Linked DNA regions of Hordeum vulgare: region 2 is linked to region 1. The links are chromatin contacts, called in public Hi-C maps. All regions are on one chromosome and are shown on one strand. The core of a region is the stretch at or near the end of the contact, and the rest is flanking DNA. Distances in the headings are between cores, read along the strand shown.

Region 1 (3,973 bases), core at 422-2,921:
CGTGCACACGATTGCCCGTGCGTATGAGTTAGATTGTGTGGTTGGTTGCCTCGAGCATGCATCTGTTTCTAGTAAAACAACGCTGCAAGGCTTTGGGCCTTCTTTCTTTCTTTGGACTGCATCCCGGGTCTGCAGAAAATCCTATACAATTTTAGCGTGTAAAATTTTCCATGCCCGGGTCTCGGCCCTGGGTGCCCGGTGCCCAGCTCTACCGCTGCTCATCGTATTGAGATTTGATTGCACAATGTCGAAGTAGTTGACGGAGAGAATGCAACAACAGGTGGTATGACCGTTGATACGAGCAAGCACACTCGTACCACGCGTCGTCTTCTTTCTTGAAGAGCCAAATGCAACGTTGTTTCTTGTGTGCGTCTCTTTGTAAGAAAGATTTTTATGACGATCAATCAACACATGCTCCACCCAATATAGATATTTTTCATAATGCTTTAAGTCTCCTGGTTCCAGGGATCCTAATGAAAACAAACACTAACAAACAAGCGATCATAATAAAATATAAAAAACTGCATCTACTAGCAAAAACACTAAGTAAAACATGATGCAAAATACACTCGTCAATATTCTTTATACATCTAGATATCCGAGATTTCCTTTCGAGACTGTCCATGTGTGCAACCTGTTTGCTGCTAGCACAACATAATTCGTCAGACTATCGATAAAGCGTTGTTTTTCATCCAGGGCCTCTCGGCCTCGTGCTGGACGATATGATTTCATCCGGGGTCGCCCGATTGTGCACTGTACAAAATCGTTTCATCCAAGGTTGCTTGGCCTAATGCCGGACTGCCTTGTCCCCGGTTTCGTAGTGCGTGGACTACGAGAGTATGAGCAGTGGCGAAGTTTCGTGTAGACCAACAGGGGCCGTGGCCACCCCTTAATTTTTTGCATTCATTGAAGACTATGCTTTATTTTAGGCATAACTAGTGTTTAAACAAGAGATTAGCCCCTCCTTCCGCCTCGTTCTTTATTAATTTTCTTCCCTTTAGCTAATGGCCCCCTCTTGGATTATGCTCAAGCTCCGCCTACGAGGATGGCCACTGCGAGATGACTCCTACAATTAGATTGTCTAGAGATGAAACACTGCGAGATGACTCCTACAATTAGATTGTCTAGAGATGAAACGGATTTCGTCCTCACGGCTTGGCCACGCGTCCGATTGCCCGGCCTAAAAAAGATATGTTGTCATTTTTTATATGAAATTTGGATATTTTCTCATTTTGGATATTTTTTATATTGCTTTGGATGTGTTCTCGTTTTTCTGTCCAAAAGTGAAAGGAAATGCTGTCCAATATTTTCTGATGCAATATTTGTTTCATTCTACGCTTTTCGTTTCAAATATGACCGTTTTGCATTACAATAACCATTTTTAGCAATATGTAGAGCTACCTGTTCCAATTTTTTATTAGTAACATGAAATTCTGCATATTCACAGCACAGGTTTAATTTTGACTTCAAAAGTGAAAGCAAACATTCGCAAAAAGAAAGAAAGTCAAAGAACAAAAACAAAAAACAGAAAAAGGCTACTCCTCGAATAGACGAGCACTGCAGCGCGCCAGCTCAGCCCGAGGCTCGCACAGCGGCTCGTGGCACTGATCAAGACGGCTGGCTCGGGTCGGAAACGGGCGAGCTACTCGTAGGCTGCAGGCCGAGCCACGTGGGCTCACCAGACCACATGATTTTGTGTGGCCGCGGGGGTCTCTCCCGGTCCAACCCCTGCCTCCAGTACCATCGGAATCGCCATCGCCGACGCCGTGCGTGCGATAAAGCACCGGCTGCCCGGCTCCATTCCCTCGCCGCGCCGTCCGTCCAAGAACTGAAGATGAACTGCCCCTCCTCCTCCTCCTCCTGCTGCGGCGTCTCTCCTCCGGTCCTCGCCAGCCCTCGGGTGAGTCAACTCTCCTTCCCTCCTCATCTCCTAACCCGCACAAGCTCTACAAAAGTCGGCCAGGTTTTCCCCTCTGGAACCTCTTCCTGTTCTTGTAGATGGTAGAAAAATCAATTCTTCCTAGTCCCTGAGATCCGGCAAATCTTTTATCACCGCTTCAAATGAAATAGTAATTTTTAGCTCTTCTAGGAGTTATTGTGCACCAAAGGTCCCATGGTCTAGCGGTTAGGACATTGGACTCTGAATCCAGTAACCCGAGTTCAAGTCTCGGTGGGACCTTATTTTTTTGCTCAGCTCAGTAATGCAGTCAATGCTTACTACCGGTACAAGTTACATCACTGTAACGTGTTAGTCATTTTTTTTCGGTCAATATCAGGGGGAATTCGCTGCTGGTTGCTCCACAAGAACAACCCAGAAGGCGCATTTCCTCGGTTCAAGGCAATCCTCTCAGCTGATCTACAGCCCAACATCATCGCGGTTGTCGAGGAGAGCTGTAATCGCCTTGGCCGGAAAGCAGTCTTGGGATATCGGCAGGTTCGCCAAGACTCTATTTTTCTTCAACGGGCCTCCGAATCCTCTCAAGGTCTTGCCACTAACTTGACATTTCCCCCTCTTTTGTTAATAATACTGCAGTGTCTCTGAGCTGGGCTTGTGCTTATGCATTTGTTTGGTTTTAGATTGTGGAGTCCATAATGAGCAGCATCACAGCCTCTGCTCCCACTGAGGCGCCGAAGAAAGCAGAGACTTCTGATGTGGTGCTTGTCACTGGAGCCACCGGCGGTGTCGGACGGAGAGTCGTCGATGTCCTGCGGAAGAAGGGGGTGCCTGTCCGAGTATTGGTATTCCACATTTCCACCTACTTTCTGTTTTGTGAACTACAATATCTATTTTGCCATTTGATTCCATCAGGGAGTGTGTTGCTCCCTGTTCCATTTCATTTTCTCGCTTTCCTTAGAGCTCCGTCTCTCAAATATTTATTTCATTTTTCATTCAGGTTAGAAATGCAGAGAAGGCGAGGACAATGTTGGGGCCAGATGTGGACTTGGTATGTCACTTATTTTAGTTAGATTATGTGCCGTGTTTCGGTGTGGAATATTTCTATCAGTTATGATTAGACGGTTAGTTCAGAGAGATCAAGCAACAATATGAACCATCACAGATAATGACGACCGGCAGTGTTCAATGACATTACATAATATTACCTCCGTCCCAAATTAGTTGTCTTAGATTTGCCTAGATATGGATGTATCTAGACACGTTACAAATCTGAGACAACTAATTCAGGACGGAGGGAGTACTATTTAGTAATGACAATATACCTCATTGTCACATGTTAAAAAACTGTTAGTTCTTTTCGTGGGGCTGAAAAGCTGTTAACTGTTGATAATGAAGCTTGAAGTTGATGCATATATCCAGAATGGATCCTCTGAATTCTCTGCTTATGGCATATATTTTTCTTAATATTACAGTCAATACTTAACCGCGAAGCATCATGTCATCCATATATGAATATCTATTTCAGATTATAGGCGATGTTACAAAGGGAGACACACTCGATCCTAAGTACTTCAAAGGGATCAAGAAAGTAATCAATGCAGTTTCAGTCATAGTAGGTCCAAAGGAAGGTGATACACCGGACAGGCAGAAGTATTCACAAGTAAGTCATCTATTAAATAGATAGAGTCATCCTTCTATGATCATCCATGGGCAGAATTGGACGAACGTAAAGTAAACTGGGCACAAATGCATGTGCACAGAATGACACTTTTGTCTTGTATCCATGCAGGGCATCAAGTTTTTTGAACCCGAGGTACCACCATCAATAGATCTTCTCGTCTCATGTATAATAAGTAACACTTGATTTATGACATCCTTAACCTTCAACATACAGCCTGAATCTTATATTCATTTCCTCTCATTAAAATACATGTTCACCATGTTTGTTTTGCCAATCAGATCAAAGGACCTTCACCTGAAATGGTAGAGTACCTTGGTATGCAAAACTTGATTAATGCTGTAAAGGAAAGTGTTGGGCTGAGCGAAGGGAAACTGCTATTTGGATTCAAAGGTATA
Region 2 (4,107 bases), core at 1,386-3,885, 280 kb before region 1:
GCATAGACCATTTCTCGTTTCCTCATCTTTTAACACATTTTGATTCTCAAAGAGGACATAAGTACACCTATATATAAGAAAGTAAAATCACTATAAGAACAAGAATACTGAAAAGTATAGTATGCCAAGGTTCAAGAATTTACTTTGAAGCAAAAGATAGATATCGTTCATCAGCACCGCCTGGACCAAAAAGTAGCGTAAGATCAGCTTCAAGAGAATTAGCGACCAGATTCATGATCCGTCCTCTTTGCGCTTCCCAATTCCAAGCATAAACAGGATTCTTCTTCCGACCATGTGCTGCCACCTAAATCCAAATGGCAGATGAATCTATTTAAATATAAAAATGTATAAAAACCTGAAGAATCATATGCTTTGGACAAGTATTACCTTTGCCCCAGTGCCACTATCAGCTGAAGATTCCTGAGCGAGGACAATGGAGAGGAGGAAAAAGGAATAGATCTTCAGGGCATTGCGGTGAGATGCAATGCGGTCAGCGATAGGGATCCCATCAGAGGGGGATGACATGGAAGCTCGTGAAAGGGAGTGAATGTTGGGTAGAAGAACGCTGAGGTTGGAGCGCAAGGCCTCAACAAGGTTGAACTTAAGCGCTGGGGGCAAGAAAGTGAAGTCACGCACAAGAGAGTATATGTTATTAAACACATCCTGCTCCTCGATGCAGAAAAGTTCCTTGTCAGACAGATCAAATGATGTGCCTTTAATTTTAGTCAAACCAAAAGAAAGCGTTAGTTAATAATATTGAAAAAAATAGATGCACACACATGTTGACAAAATAAATAACTACATTCATATTGGACAAAGTAAAATAATCTAAAGAGTTTAAATAGTAGTGCAAATGTTTGCTCAGTAGTTGACATGCTCATTTGATTGTTAGTATGATAAATAAATTCTGAAAACATCTCCGAGGAAAAGAAAGCTAACTGGCTGTACTGGAAGCTCTTGCTAATAGAGTAAGTTTACTTCAACATTAGACACACTGTTTCAGTTGTGATCATATGAACCTGAAAAAACCATCTCATTATTATTTTTGTCCTTTTTTCTTGTATATTTTCACCTTTTAAATATAGTTTCCAGCACGGCATTTTCCATTATGTTTCCTTCAAAAAAGAAGGGACAATACTTCCAGTGTTCCACTACATAAGGTAACCAGTATTTTGCAAAATAAACCCTGGGTGATTCACACAAAACTATATGTGAACTAGCTTATAAAAAAAACAGTTAAAGCACATGCAAGTTGGCAACCTTTTGTATGACAAGACGACTTTTAAAAAACAGGTGGTGTTGGTTTGGAAAGATAAGTGACTTTTCACAAATGGTCAGGACACGTTCTTAGAATTTTAAGTGCGGACTAGTTTTCTGTCCATGTGAGCAAGGATTGAGTCAAAAAATGACTTAAGAACTTAAATGTGATAGTACTCTTTAAGGAACACCAGCAATAAAATCAACTCAAGCAGGGCTTGCCAATCTGGAAGCCCAAAAAACCATGGAGAACAACGGAGATGAAAATCAAAAAAGCATCAGGAATTTGGGGGTGGATGCAACCAATTCATTGTTTAAGTCATTTAGGGAATTTCTGGTCGTAACAATTAATACTACATTTCATAACGATGCCTCCATTTGATATTAATCAACCCATACCAGCAACACACAAAGTTATCTGGTCACTTGAAACTTGAGGGGAAGAAAAGAAAATACTAACTCCTGCGACTGTGGTGGGTAAGTTGAAATCAAGTTAACGGGTATCAGCCATTAGGACTGGAGATCCCTTCTAGAAATGAAAAGCAAGATTACTTAGGTACACTACAGTGCTTGAACTAGCATAACTTTACTTCACTATGTTGCACATTCCAAAAGCAGCACATAAGACTATCAGCTTCCAGAAAATCGAGCAAACACAAAATGTTCGAGAATCAGGAGAAGCATAGGACCAGCCTAAAACGGGTTATAGCTCAGAAGGAGAACGCGGGCCATATCCCAACCAGACACTCAGGTCCTAAGATGGACGGCCATCATAACTCATTTCGAGTTAAGCTTTATTCCCGGAAATGTCAAACAACGGTCAGGAACTCTTATCTCTGAGGATTTGAGCGCTCGGTTAACTGTGTTTTATTACAATTAATTTCTAAGATGGCTTTCGAATTTATGCAACCATCAAAGCTCGCAAAACCCTGTTGCGAACGCTTGCTGAGACTCGAGTGGTAGGGCCCTGGACACTAAATCTACGGGAACTAGGGTTTGCAACCTCGAGCTCTCGAGGCAGATCGGGCAGCGCGGCCGCACCCCCGCGGACCTACGGAACGCTCGATGCCGGCAAAGCTCGGGCCGATGGGCTGTATTCTACGGAGGATTTGGGGAAGCGGGGGGCTGGAGCGGGCAGGTACCTTTGACGAACTCGTCGAGGTCGGCGGCGCGGAGGGCGGTGACGGCGATGGGGGCGTGCGGCCGGAGCGACGGCTCGCCCTCGTCGTCTCCGTCGTCGTCGCGCTCCAGATCCCGCAGGGTCGAGGGGAACACGAAGGGCGGGGCCATCTCGCCGGCGTGGGGAACGGGGGAGAGGCGGAGGCGGAGGCGCGGAGGGTTTGGTTTTGGCTTCGGGCTGGGAATGGGAAGGGGGTGGGGGGAAGAGGATTTCGAAATCGGGGAGCGGGGAGGCGTGAAATTTTGGTGAGGGGGTCGTCGGGTTGGGGGCCCACATGTCACTAGCTGGGTGCCACCGCCCGCCTGTGCTGGAGGTCGGATCGACTTTCTCAATTTTCTGGTGCCCGCTCTCTTACGCGTGGGCCCCAAGGGCAGTGCCGAGTTTGCACTGGTCCTGCCAGCTTTGATGGTTCAATAATAAATTCACACTTTGGGAAAGCACGATAGAAAAATGCATTGAAAATAAAAATATATGTTACGCCTCTTTTTTTTCTGCGAATGATTATATGTTACGATCTCGTGTGTTGCTAACGTACAAATTGTACAAACTAGTTATTTGGATGCTCCATGAGAATTCTGCATGAAATTGTATCCTTATATGCGAGAGGAAGAAAAAAGATGAAGACACATCTTAGATTGAAATTCTAGATTGAAGTGAAAAAGATGAGAAAACACTTGATTTCAACCAGCTGATAACGTGCAGATTTCATCCGCGTGGACAGGATCAAGCTGGCATCAACACCCATCATGTGTCTTCAACCATATCCCGAAGGCCGGCACAGGGGACGATCGCCCCATGCCCCCAAATTCCAGGAGGGCTCTCAGGACGTACGGCAAGCAGCCCAGGCTCCTCTTAAAAAAAAAAAGACTCATGTTATAGCAAGGCTTGAGGCCTATTGTGTGTACGTACAAATAATCTATGTTGGTCCATGTGGGTTATTGGATTATGTAAGACTTGATGCACGTACGATCTCTTGAAAAGAAATGGGTGATCAATCAAATCATCAAATCAGGTCAAAGAGCATGTACCAGTTTCATGCAAGACGTAGGCACACGATGGACGGATGAATTTCGCATCACATCAAACACCCTTGACATCGCATGATCATCGTCTCACATCGTGCTTTCACCTCGCGTCATCACCTACATGCGCGGCAACAGCTAGGAACAAGCGCTAAGAGCGGACGAGTGCTGCTTACAATGGATTAGAAATTGTATATCTATTGATTTTTAAATCCATGACCTACCGTTCAGAGGTAACCTTTCTGGTAGTCCCTAGTTCCTAGTATTATTTTATGTTAATTGAAGTCTGATGTTGAGCGTTGATTTTGATAATTCAATCATTGGATTGGATTAGTGTTTTGGAAACTGCACTATTTTTATTAAATTTGAGATGACACGAGAAGAAAATTTATAATGTTTATGGATTCCATTTCCATCGAACCCAATTTGCTCAGTTTGGATTAATGGTTCTTGAGGTATCACCATGTTGTTATACAAGTACTTTCAATGGTTGGTAGATTTGTTTTGGCAAATTTTAGCAGATTTTTGTTTCCCAAGAACTAGTCTATTTTCACACATAACCACTTTTTGATTACAACATGAAACGGGTAGATAACTTCCTGTTAAACATCCCATTTTTCTTGTTTTCTTGATTTGGTTAAGTGGATC

What was found. A called contact is a pair of places that touch in the nucleus more often than the background predicts.
Region 2: a Hi-C map of seedling shows a contact between it and region 1, with 3 times the contacts expected there. The contact joins the promoter of LOC123424905 here to the promoter of LOC123424901 in region 1. A contact is called at or near these places in 1 of 6 Hi-C or Micro-C datasets (seedling) and 1 of 1 datasets of contacts at active chromatin or transcription factors (embryo).

The regions. Positions count from the first base shown.
Region 1 is chr2H:55,616,991-55,620,963 of MorexV3_pseudomolecules_assembly, reverse strand. LOC123424901 (protein HIGH CHLOROPHYLL FLUORESCENCE PHENOTYPE 173, chloroplastic) reads left to right here and starts at 1,671. Exons shown (of 17, transcript XM_045108593.1): 1 at 1,671-1,900; 2 at 2,277-2,483; 3 at 2,578-2,739; 4 at 2,895-2,945; 5 at 3,423-3,557; 6 at 3,687-3,710; 7 at 3,857-3,968. The coding sequence starts at 1,688. TRNAQ-CUG (a tRNA gene) reads left to right here and starts at 2,108; the gene lies at 2,108-2,179.
Region 2 is chr2H:55,894,232-55,898,338 of MorexV3_pseudomolecules_assembly, reverse strand. LOC123424905 (condensin complex subunit 1) reads right to left here and starts at 2,635. Exons shown (of 17, transcript XM_045108597.1): 1 at 2,400-2,635; 2 at 388-713; 3 at 144-304; 4 at 1-67. The coding sequence starts at 2,547.